Regions from separate parts of the Danio rerio genome. Here region 2 is linked to region 1. The links are chromatin contacts, called in public HiChIP or PLAC-seq maps. All regions are on one chromosome and are shown on one strand. Each heading gives the region's core, a stretch centred on a gene start, on an enhancer-like site or on the middle of the called end of the contact. The rest is flanking DNA. Distances are from core to core; before and after follow the strand shown. Region 1 holds the start of irx1b (iroquois homeobox 1b). Region 2 holds the start of ndufs6 (NADH:ubiquinone oxidoreductase subunit S6).

What was found. HiChIP or PLAC-seq counts read pairs in DNA pulled down with a chosen protein or histone mark.
Region 2: a contact with region 1 is called in an H3K4me3 HiChIP or PLAC-seq map of gastrula embryo, with 4 times the contacts expected there. The contact joins the promoter of ndufs6 here to the promoter of irx1b in region 1. A contact is called at or near these places in 6 of 18 Hi-C or Micro-C datasets (embryo and an unstated tissue) and 2 of 4 datasets of contacts at active chromatin or transcription factors (embryo and gastrula embryo).

What each region holds. Positions count from the first base shown.
Region 1 is chr19:30,547,539-30,553,848 of GRCz12tu, forward strand. It overlaps irx1b (iroquois homeobox 1b), which reads right to left and starts at 1,698. Exons shown (of 4, transcript NM_131823.1): 1 at 1,327-1,698; 2 at 1-607. The coding sequence starts at 1,572. All of the region lies in intron 2 of LOC141379111 (a long non-coding RNA gene), which reads left to right.
Region 2 is chr19:30,701,316-30,707,033 of GRCz12tu, forward strand. ndufs6 (NADH:ubiquinone oxidoreductase subunit S6) reads right to left here and starts at 1,340. Exons shown (of 4, transcript NM_001004651.1): 1 at 1,177-1,340. The coding sequence starts at 1,320. It overlaps mrpl36 (mitochondrial ribosomal protein L36), which reads left to right and starts at 1,586. Exons shown (of 2, transcript NM_001099257.1): 1 at 1,586-1,703; 2 at 5,669-5,718. The coding sequence starts at 5,684.

The DNA of each region.
Region 1 (6,310 bases), core at 448-2,947:
GACACACTGCTCCACCAGGAGACACCTCACCAACGCTTTTGACCACATTCTGTTCTCTATTACCACTCGACATAGGACTGTCCGTGTTTTTAAGTGCTGGGGAAGATAATATCCGCGGTGTTTCAATGTTTTCAATCGCGTGCGGGTTATTCGCTGCTTCCTTGTTCTGGTCCACTCTGGGCTCCTCCGCCTTGTCCATATCGATGGTCTCCAGATCGATTTCTTCCTCGTCGTCATTTTTGTCCGCATCATCCTCGTTGTCGCTGTCGAAAATTCGCCCGTCTCTGTCCTCGGCACTGCGACCCCAGGTCACTTTATTCTCCTTTTTGAGTCTCCGGCGCGCGTTGGCGAACCAGGTGGACACCTGCGTAAGGGTCATCTTCGTGATGATGGCCAGCATGATCTTCTCACCTTTGGTGGGATACGGGTTCTTTTTGTGTTCCTGCAACCATGCTTTCAGTGTGCTGGTGGTTTCTCTGGTAGCGCTCTTGGCCCGGGCCGGATCACCGTACTGATACTGGCCGTATGGATAAAAACCGGGCGCAGCGTGCACTGCAAATCCTGGAGGATGAGCCCCGGGGTTATCCTTCAGCTCATACTGCGACCCCTGGGGATTAGAAAAATTAATTATCAGTAGGTTTGTAGACATGCACAGGAAAGAGTAATACGAATGTCGTTCCTTCTATTTTGGTATTATTTTGAAAAGTGTTAAAGTAGTATTTCAACACGAGAAATGAACTGTTGCTGCAAACTTCTAGCAGTGATTTACTTTTAAAACAAACACTGGAAACCTAAATAAAATTACTTATGCAGAACTATAATTTGGAAATATAAAGTTTAATAATTATTATTCGATAATTACAGTGCCAAAATAGAGATTATTTCAAATGTTAGAGAATTAAAAAAATCGCTAATTAATCTTAAAAATAAATGCAGTCATTGTCTCTTGTTCTTCTTTTATGTATGCAGAACTGTTTTAGTCTGTGAAAGTAGAACAACTACAAATTACAATTTGTTGTTTTTAATTAAAAACATTAGTTTTTAAATCCGTTCAATTCCGATTATTTTAAAGATTGCGTTTATATTTTTAACCTCTCGAAACACTGCCATATAAAACATTTAATATACATCTGATAAACATTTAAAACTAATAGTTTAATGCAAAATGTAATGTTTAAAGTTTAATTCATCTTATTATATATATATATATATATATATATATATATATATATATATATATATATATATATATATATATATATATATATTAGACAGATATTTACCACTGTAAAATACTTTATAACATGTATATATAAACTGTCTTACCATCTGAGAGAGCAGGGCCAGCTCGGCACTGTTGTAAGGTAAGAAGGCGCTATAATTTTGCACGGTCCACGGATTCGCATACATGCCGAGCATCGGCGTGATAGCAGCCGCTGCAGTCGCGGGATTTGCGCTGTTGTCCGAGCTTCCCTCGCGTGGAGAGGACGGCATTACACCCGTGCGCTCCGCTCCGTACACCTCTTGGGAGGCGTTTAGGAACTGTGGGTAACCCAGTTGGGGGAACGACATGTCCAACTCCCGAGGAACTCTGTCGGAGATTTACAAGAGAGAAGGGCAATCCACTTTCAATCACAGCAATAACTCTCGCTTGGTGCAGAAGCGCGGTCTCTTCAGGAGGAACGTCTAGTGATGCGTCTACCCTCTGGACCTCTCACAATTTGAAGTTGACGGCTTGATTGGCATGATACTTAAGCGCGAGGCCCCTCCTATCCGGGGCCACGCGATAAGTAGGCTGCAGTGTGTGTTATTGTGTGTTTTTGTGGCAGTGTAAACGAAGTGCTTAGTTACATATACGCCTTGTTCGCGTAAAAATGTGGAATGTGACAACAAATATATAAATATTTAACATAAAATAAATAGTTTTGCATTATAAAATGTTAAGAGCAGTGTTGCTGGGCATGACTGCATTTATGCATTTCTGAACTTTCTTCATATTAATTTAAGGTAAATAATTTAATTAATAAAGCTTATAGCTAATATTAACGAGACACAATTAATGCAAAAATGCTAGTGGAGTTGTCTGGTTAACTATTCTTACTTTTGTAAACACACGAATTAATAGGCTAAATGAATAAAATACAGTGTACTATATTTAAAAAAAATTAAAGAATTAAAAGAAAAAAATCTTAATTTTACAAAAATAAAACGATAAAATACAGTTAAAAACTTCTTAGCAGTGTTTTTAAGACAAGTTTGTTCTGTTACAAAATATTTAAAGTATTTTAAATTTCATGATTTTATGAATTAAGTGACATTTGACGCTAACAAACAGACTGATAAACTTGTTACTATAGTGCAATTATGTAATTTAGTTACACATATCAATATGAAATGTTTGCATCATCTAAGCGGTCTGTGCATTTAACTGATATATAATAAATGCTTCAAGTTTTCCTTATCTTGATATAATTATTATCTATGAACATTTTAAATAAAGTGTTATGTAAATAGGATAGAAAACGGCATTTTTGTACAGTGTTTATTAACTCCATCTACGATTAAATGCACTGACATTTATTGATTGCGCAATGCCATAACCTATCTATCTCCAGTCAATATTTCATGTTTTATTTAACGCGCATGCGGCTCAGGAGTTTGTATGTATAAGCGGCTTCAACGTCTGGTAGTGTGGAGTCGTGAAGAAGGCAATAATGGAGTGTAATAGTGATTTGATGGAGCGGAGAGAATCATCATCATCGCTCCCCTCCCTCTCACAGCGCGCGCGCACACACACAAGCGTTCACACGGCGTGCCAGAGAGGGTCTCAGTAATGTCCAACAGGGAAACAAACGATCCCGTTTATGGTAATTTGCACATTAGCATCACACAGGTTGTCCCGTGATAAGGTGACAGGTTAATGAAATGCTCCATTCAGAGGAGCCATTTGATCCCTCTGAGAGGTTGTGATAAGGAGCCAACCAGAGAAGCCTGCAATTAAAACCACAGCCTATCTCTCCATCCCAGTATATTTTCTCTCTCCTCCTCTCATCCACGGCTGGTAATGAGGGCTAACACCCCTGTCTGCGCTAATCCTCCCCCTGGGTGCACCTTGCTATCAGATGTTAGCTTTGTAATTATTTATCCAAAAAGTCATAATTTCATGCTTGAGTAGCAAATGAGTTTGGCGAGCTGGTTAGGCAATTCTCTTCGTGTCCTGCGAAGCGGAGAGCGGGATTTAATGATTTAATTACAGCAGTTAGTCCTCCATTTGGCGCTAAGGAGTTTCACGTTTTAAAATGGCTATGGAGTCACCTGCCGTTGACGATTTCGGATGTTATAATCCACGTTTCCATTAATATTAATATTAAAAATCCATCCTGACAGCAATCTCTTCATCAAAAGTGAGCTGCATGATACAAAACCAAGAAGACGACACTTTTGCAATAGAAGGATCATTTTGGGTTTCATTAAAAATGTAATAAAGTTCTTAAAACTTAAATGGGGAAAGAGTTCTAAGAACTATTTTTTTTATATTAGTGTGAAAAGCACTTTATAAGTCTATTTTTTGCAATTGTTGGATAAAAAGTTTGCATGGATGTTAAGGGTTCTTCATGGAATTGTTGAATTCTTTTATATTGTAATTCCGGTTGTATTTTGCCCTCAAGGGTTTATAAATAAGTTTTACATTCAGAAATTAAGGTTTAAATAACTTATTGGCAACTGTACATTTTGTTTAGTAGTTTAAACTTACACCATCTTAAAGAGATAGTTCTCTTAAAATTGAATTTTTTACCATTTACTCACACACACAAGTGGTTGTAAATGTTTATGAATTTCTTTCTTCTGTTGAACACAAAACAAGACGTTGTAAAAGAATGTTGGGGAGAAAAAAAATCATAGTAATGACACAAACACTGTTTGAAAGAAACTCAAACAGGTTTGAAACAGGTGAAGGATGAATAAATCATGGCAGAATTTTCATTTTTGGGTAAACCATCCTTAGTAAAAATAAATAAAAAAATAAATAATATCCCAAGTAAATTTTAAAAACATACAAATGAAGATAACAGTTCCCAATTTTGAGTTTTCACCAAAATTACTAATTTACATAATAAAACATAATCAGGTACTTTGACAACAAACCTTTTACTCTCATTTGTGTGATTGTAGATTGTATAGTTTAGATAAAAACTATTATAATAACCTACAGTGTAAGGAAACCATGAGAGAACCAGTGTTTTCTGGAGTTTTTACATTATGGCTGTGCAAGGGTAGACTTTCTTGTTTACCCTAATATTCAACAGCTAATTGACATCTTTATTTAAAGCAGGATATTCTATCCCCAACTTCTGTTTTGTAGACTATGTCTGTGCCAGTTTGTTAAAAAATATGCTAAATGAAAATCCATTCCAGCCTATCAGTTAGACTACTTTCAATGCTTTAATCACTTTCCCTGAGTCTGGTAATTGTTTGGTTTATTGATTTCTCTTTTATTTGTTCGTTGTATCTAAACATGCTGTGTTGAGTTTGTATAATAACGCCGAATTTACACTGCAAAGGCAGCATAGATGTGCTTCTGAAGCAGCATTTAGATATCTGTACACAGCCTGGTTATTGATCTTCAGAGGTGCCATGGATGCATTTACGTTGAAATTACAACTGTACACTGCTGACGTTAGATTTGGTTTTATATAAACTATATTGTTTATATTCTAATGGATAAAATATCATTTAAAGTATGTATACAATTAACACTTTTATTGTCTTAGACAAGCACATTACATCAAATAATCAAAGACTGATTCATAAAATAATTCACAATATAAATGTATAAAGCCAGTCTCAACTTCCATGCCTGTTTTGACTCTTGAGTGAAAAGCCCACCAAATATTTACTACACCATAATGGTCTTTTTCTCCATTTGCATCTCCTGCCTTCACTGGCGCTGGAGCTATAATTGAAGGTTGGTCTCAGTTTACAGGCCATGAAGAAGATCAAAATGCCTCGTTTCCTCGTGTACATAAAGTGTGAATTTCCTAAAACGCCCAAGAAAGAGAAACCAAAACCAAAAGCCGCTACTACTTTAAAAGGGAAATGGCTTGATCAGTTTTCTGCTGACACAGAATCAAAGCGTCTTTGAAATGCCGGTGTTTTTAATTTTTTTTCCCCTGTGAGCTTTTTTTTTTCATCTTACTGCATACATGTGAGAGCGAAACGAGCGCTTCCTAAACCTCCACCTCCAACTGTGAGTGTTGAAACAGCACGGTTTTAATATGAAGGCTCTGACCCTGATTGTCATCTTTCACTCCATCTCCATCTGCCTCTGTATCTGATTTGATGACACGGGGGACCGGGGCTCATTTTGCAGTCCATTAACAGAGGGCAGGACTCCAGATCCCATGGGTCCTGGTGAATCCCCCCTCCTGACTGTCCTCACCTCTCTAACCTCCCCCCTCAGTTGCTGACCTTTCTAACACTGTTGGCTAAACATTGCCTCCCTCTGTAATGAGCCATTAAACTGAATGCATTAATGACCATTTAGGTTGTGTGTGTGTGTGTGTGTGTGTGTCATTGCAGTAGGGTTTTGTTTTTATTGCATATATTCTGAATACCGTCATATCTGTTGTCCTTGGATTGTTGAAGTGCTTTATTGTGTTCATAATATCCAGACATTTTTTAAATCCCACAAGAAAGAAACAAAGGTAATCCTAATGAAGAGGAGATTAATTACCCGCATTTGTGTGATCGTGTGTGTCAGGCGAACATGAAGAAGGTGTGTGTGTGTGTGTGTGTGTGTGTATGTGTGTCGGCCTTTTAGTTGACAGCAGTGGAGGAAGTGTGTGCCAATATTTCCTTTCCTCCCGGATGTCCTCTAACAGAACTGCTCTCACAGACCAGGTGTTGATTTGCTCTTTGTGAAAATGGAGGAATGGCAAATATTTGTTGCAGAGCTCAGGAATTAGTGGTTTTAGTGCTATTTATTTACATTAATCTTGCGCTGATTTAGGAATTGACTAAAGATAACAATGTGGCATTCACATGACAGAGTTTTCAAATAAAAACTGTAAATGCATTTTAGTGTTTTGGGGGCAAATTTTTGGAAACGGGTTTCAGAATGGAAGATTTTGAAAATGATATGGATACACTATAAAAAAATTATGTTTTTTTATGGCAGCTGCGGTAAAATAACGGCCCTTAAATTACAGAAATAACAGCCGTTAAATTACAGAAATTTACCGTAAAATAACAGCCGTTAAATTACAGAAATTTACTGTAAAGTAACAGCCGTTAAAGGACGGAAATTTCC
Region 2 (5,718 bases), core at 90-2,589, 150 kb after region 1:
GTTGATTTTTTCGTAGTTGTATTTACTCTATTTAGTGAGTTTTATCATTAGGTTGCAACTAAATGCACAAAATACAAAATAACTGCTATAAATCGAATGGAAAAAAAATAGATCAAATACAAAAAAATGTAATTGAATACAAAAAAGGTTACAAATAAATCAAATGCAAAAATCGAATTAAATACAAAAAAACTGCTATAAATAAATTGAATACAAAAAATCTAATTGAATAGAAAAAACCTGCAACAAATAATCGAATACAATAATGGAATTAAATACAAAAAATGCTACAAATAAAACTAATACAAAAAATCTAATTGAATATAAAAAACCGCTACAAATGTTCGAATACAAAAATGTAATTGAATACAAAATCTTCTACAATTAAATCAAATTAAATACAAAAAAACTGCTACAAATAAATTGTATACAAAAAACTGCTACAAGTAAAACGAATACAAAAACTGAATTGAAAACAAAAAACTGCTACAAACAAATCGAATACAAAAAAATCGAATTGAATACAAAAAAACTGGTACCAAAAAATCAAATACAAAAAAAGGCGATAAATAAAACAAGTACAAAAAACTGCTAACAATTAAATGTATGCAGTTAAGTAGAATTGTTTTGTAAAATAACGTTGTTGATCAATTTCTACTTGAATTAAAGTTTACTGTGCAATATCTAGCTTTAAGTACATTTTACTCTCTTTGAACGATTTTTTTCTCTCAATATAGCACCAACTAAAGTGAAGTGTATACTGAAGAGTAAATTTGGTTACTATCTATATTACACTATATTATCTACACAAGAGAATAAAGGTTTTTATTAATTGTATTACTTTGACATTTTCTTAAAAAAACACTATGAACAAACAATTCCAAGCAAAAAATATTTTTGTATTTGAACTTTAAATTATTTTAACTGTAATTTTTACAACCTTTAACTGGGTAGCAACTTGAATTGATTTTTTTCTGGTTGTATTTTACTCCATTTAATCAGTTTTATCAGTACAATGCAGTCTTTTACCATTAAGTTGCCACTAAATGCACAAAATATCAGCTATTAATGCTTACTCTATAGTCTATTACGCCAGATATAAGCCTCAGTTCTCACAACAAATGCTAACAGTAATAAACAGACGTGCTGCACAGTGTCCTTTAGATCCAGCCTCACCTGTCCCGTGTGGGTAATTATTTCTCCATGGTTAGAAACCGGAACACTGTACTGCTGAACTGGAACTGCTGATAATCTCAAACAGTTGAGCAAAACCTTCGTATTTTTACCGAAGGACAAGATCCTTGGAAGGATGGCTGCCATGTTTGCCTGTGATCATTACCCAGCAGCCTTTGCTTTGCTCTTCATAACTCTCTGCTGACCCCTGTTGGTCGGCAACAAATTCATTATTTTATAATTCTTTGAATTGTTCGTATAAACGAGTTCCTTTAGAGTATATTATGCGCCTGTACTTAGCAGATCCATTGGGTATTTTATATATCCAAACAAATCTTTACATACACAGGTTTGAGGGAAGATTTCGGAGAGTATAATGCGCATGCGTGCGGTATGACTTTCCCACAAAGTCATTGCGTCACAGGAACTGGATGGGTTTTCTTGCGTCTGAAAAGCATGCTACCCTCGCACTGATGTATCTTGGATAAAAACGCTTAAATACACGCGTTTCTATCTGCATATTCAGACAGGTATGCATTAAATATATTTAATTGTTGAAAATATTACTGCAACTTCTTGAATTGAACACGTTCACGTGTTTTAGAACAGTGTTTGGCCTGCAAAGCTAGTCAGCGGCCCACAACGTGAGACTTTTTCCAAAAAAAAAAATCATGCTAATTGTCTTGTTAGCAACGAAGACTTGGACGTTTTTGTATTTGTGAATAAGATTAGAACATTTATTTTGGAATGCTCTGAATACTAGCTGACAGTTATGGGAGAAAACATTTACATGCCAACTTAGCTTTTAAAGGGTCAAGTAAATATTAAGTCAAAAACAATTTTTACAAAAATTAAAAATTGACATTGACATCTCTTGCTTTTTCTGTGAAAGCTATAGACATGTTGTTTTGGGGTTTTATATTAAAGGAAGCAATTCCTTTATTCAAACTTTTTGCATAAACTTTATTTTAATTATTGGAAAGTTTTTTTTCTATACACAATTGCAAATATACTCATTGTAAGCCTATTTTTTATTTTTTTAAACGAGAACTAGCTCTTTATTTATAAACCATCACAGACTCTCGCAACAAGAAAGCTATTAAAACTTTATAAAATATGTGTTTTATTTGATATTCTGCAATAGTTAGTTTTATCCTTGTCATGTGCCCTTAATATTTCTTTTTTTCTTTCTCTCGTTGTCTTTATTTAGTTTTACCTATATTTGTTTTAATTTTGTTACATTCCACTTATTTCAAAAAGTAATATTCCTATTGATTGTACCATACTACTTTCAGTTTTGTATCTGTATTTGTTGTAATGTACTGTTATTATTGCAATAAAATAAATAAATAAATAAAAATAAATAAATATTAAGTCAATGTCAAAGAAGTATATATTATTATGTAATATGAAACATTACTACTATATATATATATATATATATATATATATATATATATATATATATATATATATATATATATATATATATTTTTTTTTTTTTTTTTTTTTTTTTGTGTGTTTGGGACAATAATCATGATGAGATTCAAAGACTTTAAACTGTGCAGCCATTTACCAAGGTAACGCTTCATAATTTTAACGTTACTACATGTCTGAGCATTTATGCTGTTTCATTTTTTTCATTAATATACATGTTAATCTGAGTGTCAATAGTGCAATACTTACATCTTCCCTCACAAGATGCACATTTTCTGGAAGGCACATAATATGTAGGAATGAATTAGTTTCTACATTTTTGGTTAAGCAAGTATTTTACAGTACTTAAAAACTACTCAAAAATGTCTTTGTCAATGTTTTTAAATTATTGTATTTAATATAGCAAAGTCACACAGGAACCAATTTCACATCTGTTACATCCATAACAGAGAGGTGCCTATCTATAACGAAACTTAATAATAAATGCAAAAATGTCAAATAAAATCAGATCTATAATGTTTGTTCGATATAGAGCAACTTTTATCCTTTTGAGTAGCTTTATTTATTTTGGGTTGTGCAGTTTAATTCACAGAATTTCTACAGAGTATGTTGTAAACTGTAAACTCCAGACTTTTTTTGGCACATGATTCATAACGCATGTTTACTTTCCTCATTAATAATACAAAAATGTTTACAGATTGATCCCATAACTCTGTGGTTAGTTGTTTGGGAAAATATAAACAGATGTTTCAATATAATAACATATACTTTCTCCGTAATTTAAGTTTTAAATTTTAACTGCAAATGTCACCCCATAACGCTGGAATTGCTCATTTAGTGTCTTATTGAAATACAAATAACTTCTTGGGTGGTCTGACGGTGTCCAACCAACAAGAAATCTTCCCTTTTGGAGGAACTTTGCCTTTCAAAAAAAAGTTCACCCAAGAATCAGAATTTTCTCAAAGGGAAGGGTTTGCATAAAAATGGGAGTTTCATTACGTACGCAACAACTTATTTGCACGCCAGCAACAGAAACACCGATTCAGGGGAGACAGACAGTGATTCGGAGAGCAGTGATACAGTGGATCTGATTAGGGCTGCACGATTCTGGAAAAAATGTGAATCACAAATTTAGTTTTTTGCTTAAAATCAAGATCACAATCTTTCTCATGATTCTGTAATTGTGAAATAAAGGTTAATATGATTAGCCTATTATTATTGTTAATTCTGAAACATATTGTAAACAACAATAATAACAGGCCTATGTGTAGATCTACTGTTGCTTAAAATGGTATAGTTTGTATTATGGTGGACTTAAACAGACTTTCAATATGTCCTGTTTGTTAATTTACAGTAAAATTATGACATCAGAATACAACTATTCATAACTATAAACTTGAATTATTATGTTTGAGACATGTGCTTGTCATCTGTCATTGACAACATTATTAGACCATTATATTTCCATTATATATATATATAGACTAGGGTTGTTATACTGACACAGTAAACATTTATTTTCATGCACAATTCTTTGTGTTGGCTATGAAAGAAAAAATGTATCAAATGCTTGTCGTAATCATAACTCTAAAATGCGATATGATCATTTAAATGATGTGCGCACAGGTTTCACTTTCACTTCCTAGAGCGTCTCATAGCTGCTGTCACTGTGAGAAAAAAAAAACACACGTGTAAATCAAACCTCCCGCACGGCCCTCAAACGATCGCTCTGTGCAACAAACTGAACGTTATTTACAACTTCATTACATGTTATTCACAGTATATGCAGGTTGTGTTCACAAGTAAGCGTCATTTGCGTGCACGTGCGCGTTCTCAGCAGTAAATAAACAGTGCGTCAACTCGTGTGCGATTTTTCGCGAGCGTGAATACATTATTACATGAAGACAGAAATGACATTTTGGGGTGAATTATACTTTGTAAATACAGTATGTGACACTATTAACACCATTTGAAGGTGTCCATGTTGCTGTGAAGACCTCTACAGCCGCCTTTTCTTCTCTCCTGACCTTGAAAATATAATTGGCTGAATCGTAGAAAAAGCGGAATTGATCGCGTGTAGGGTCGAATCAAGATTGTTATCTTTTTTCGATTAATCGTGCAGTTCTAGATCTAATAACTTTTCATCTGAATACACATAAAAACATTAATCATGCTCTTACCAAATTCTTAGAGAAAGACAATCAACACGAACTGGTGGCAAATCTGGATTTCACCTTTCCCCTTATAAAACAAACTAACCTCGCGTGTTAGCAGGGGAACACATGCTTGCGTTGCAGAGAAATGGAAACAACACTTTGGTTTTGGCACACTTTGAGACGGAACACTGATGATCCAAGTTTCTGAACTTGTTTTTCATCCATCAAATTTAATTGTGCTTGTAACATCATTTGGACCATGCTTCTCTGAACTCCGTAACAGCTAAAAAGTGACGAAGCTATCTCATCCATATTAATGAAGTTTCATCTCATTCATAATAGAGCATGCTGATTGGTTCAAATCAACTCTTCCACATGAATAATACACAGACATGCTGAAAACATGATTTCACTTTGTACTGGCCAGTGCTGATGGCTAATCACAACGCTGGAATTTACACAATGATCTAAGCGTCATGATGTAGCTTCAAAATTTATTTTCAAACCGGAAGAATAAATTTTCTTAAAAAAAAAAAAAAAAAGCAAAAGCATGTGTTTCCTAATAACATGTGTAATAATAGTGTTTTTAGCAATGTGGCACATATATGTGACTGTCAACATCTTAAAAATGTTTTAGTGTTTCGTGACTCTTTAAAGAGTGTTCAAACTATTGAATTTCACACTAGCAGAAAACATAAACACAATGCAAGTTAATGGCTACCTGTTTCCAACATCCATTAACATTCTTTAAAATATCTTCTCAGTAAAAAGAATCTTAAAAATGTTTATAACAAGAGAGTAAATGATGATGACATTTTTATTCTTGTATGAACTATTCCATCAAGTTACAAAAAATGGGTCAATTTATTTTTTGATGTAATTAATGTTGTTGTTTTTCTCAGCCAGGTGTTGACATCATGTTGCTCCGCAGTCTTGTTGGTTCCCTGACTCG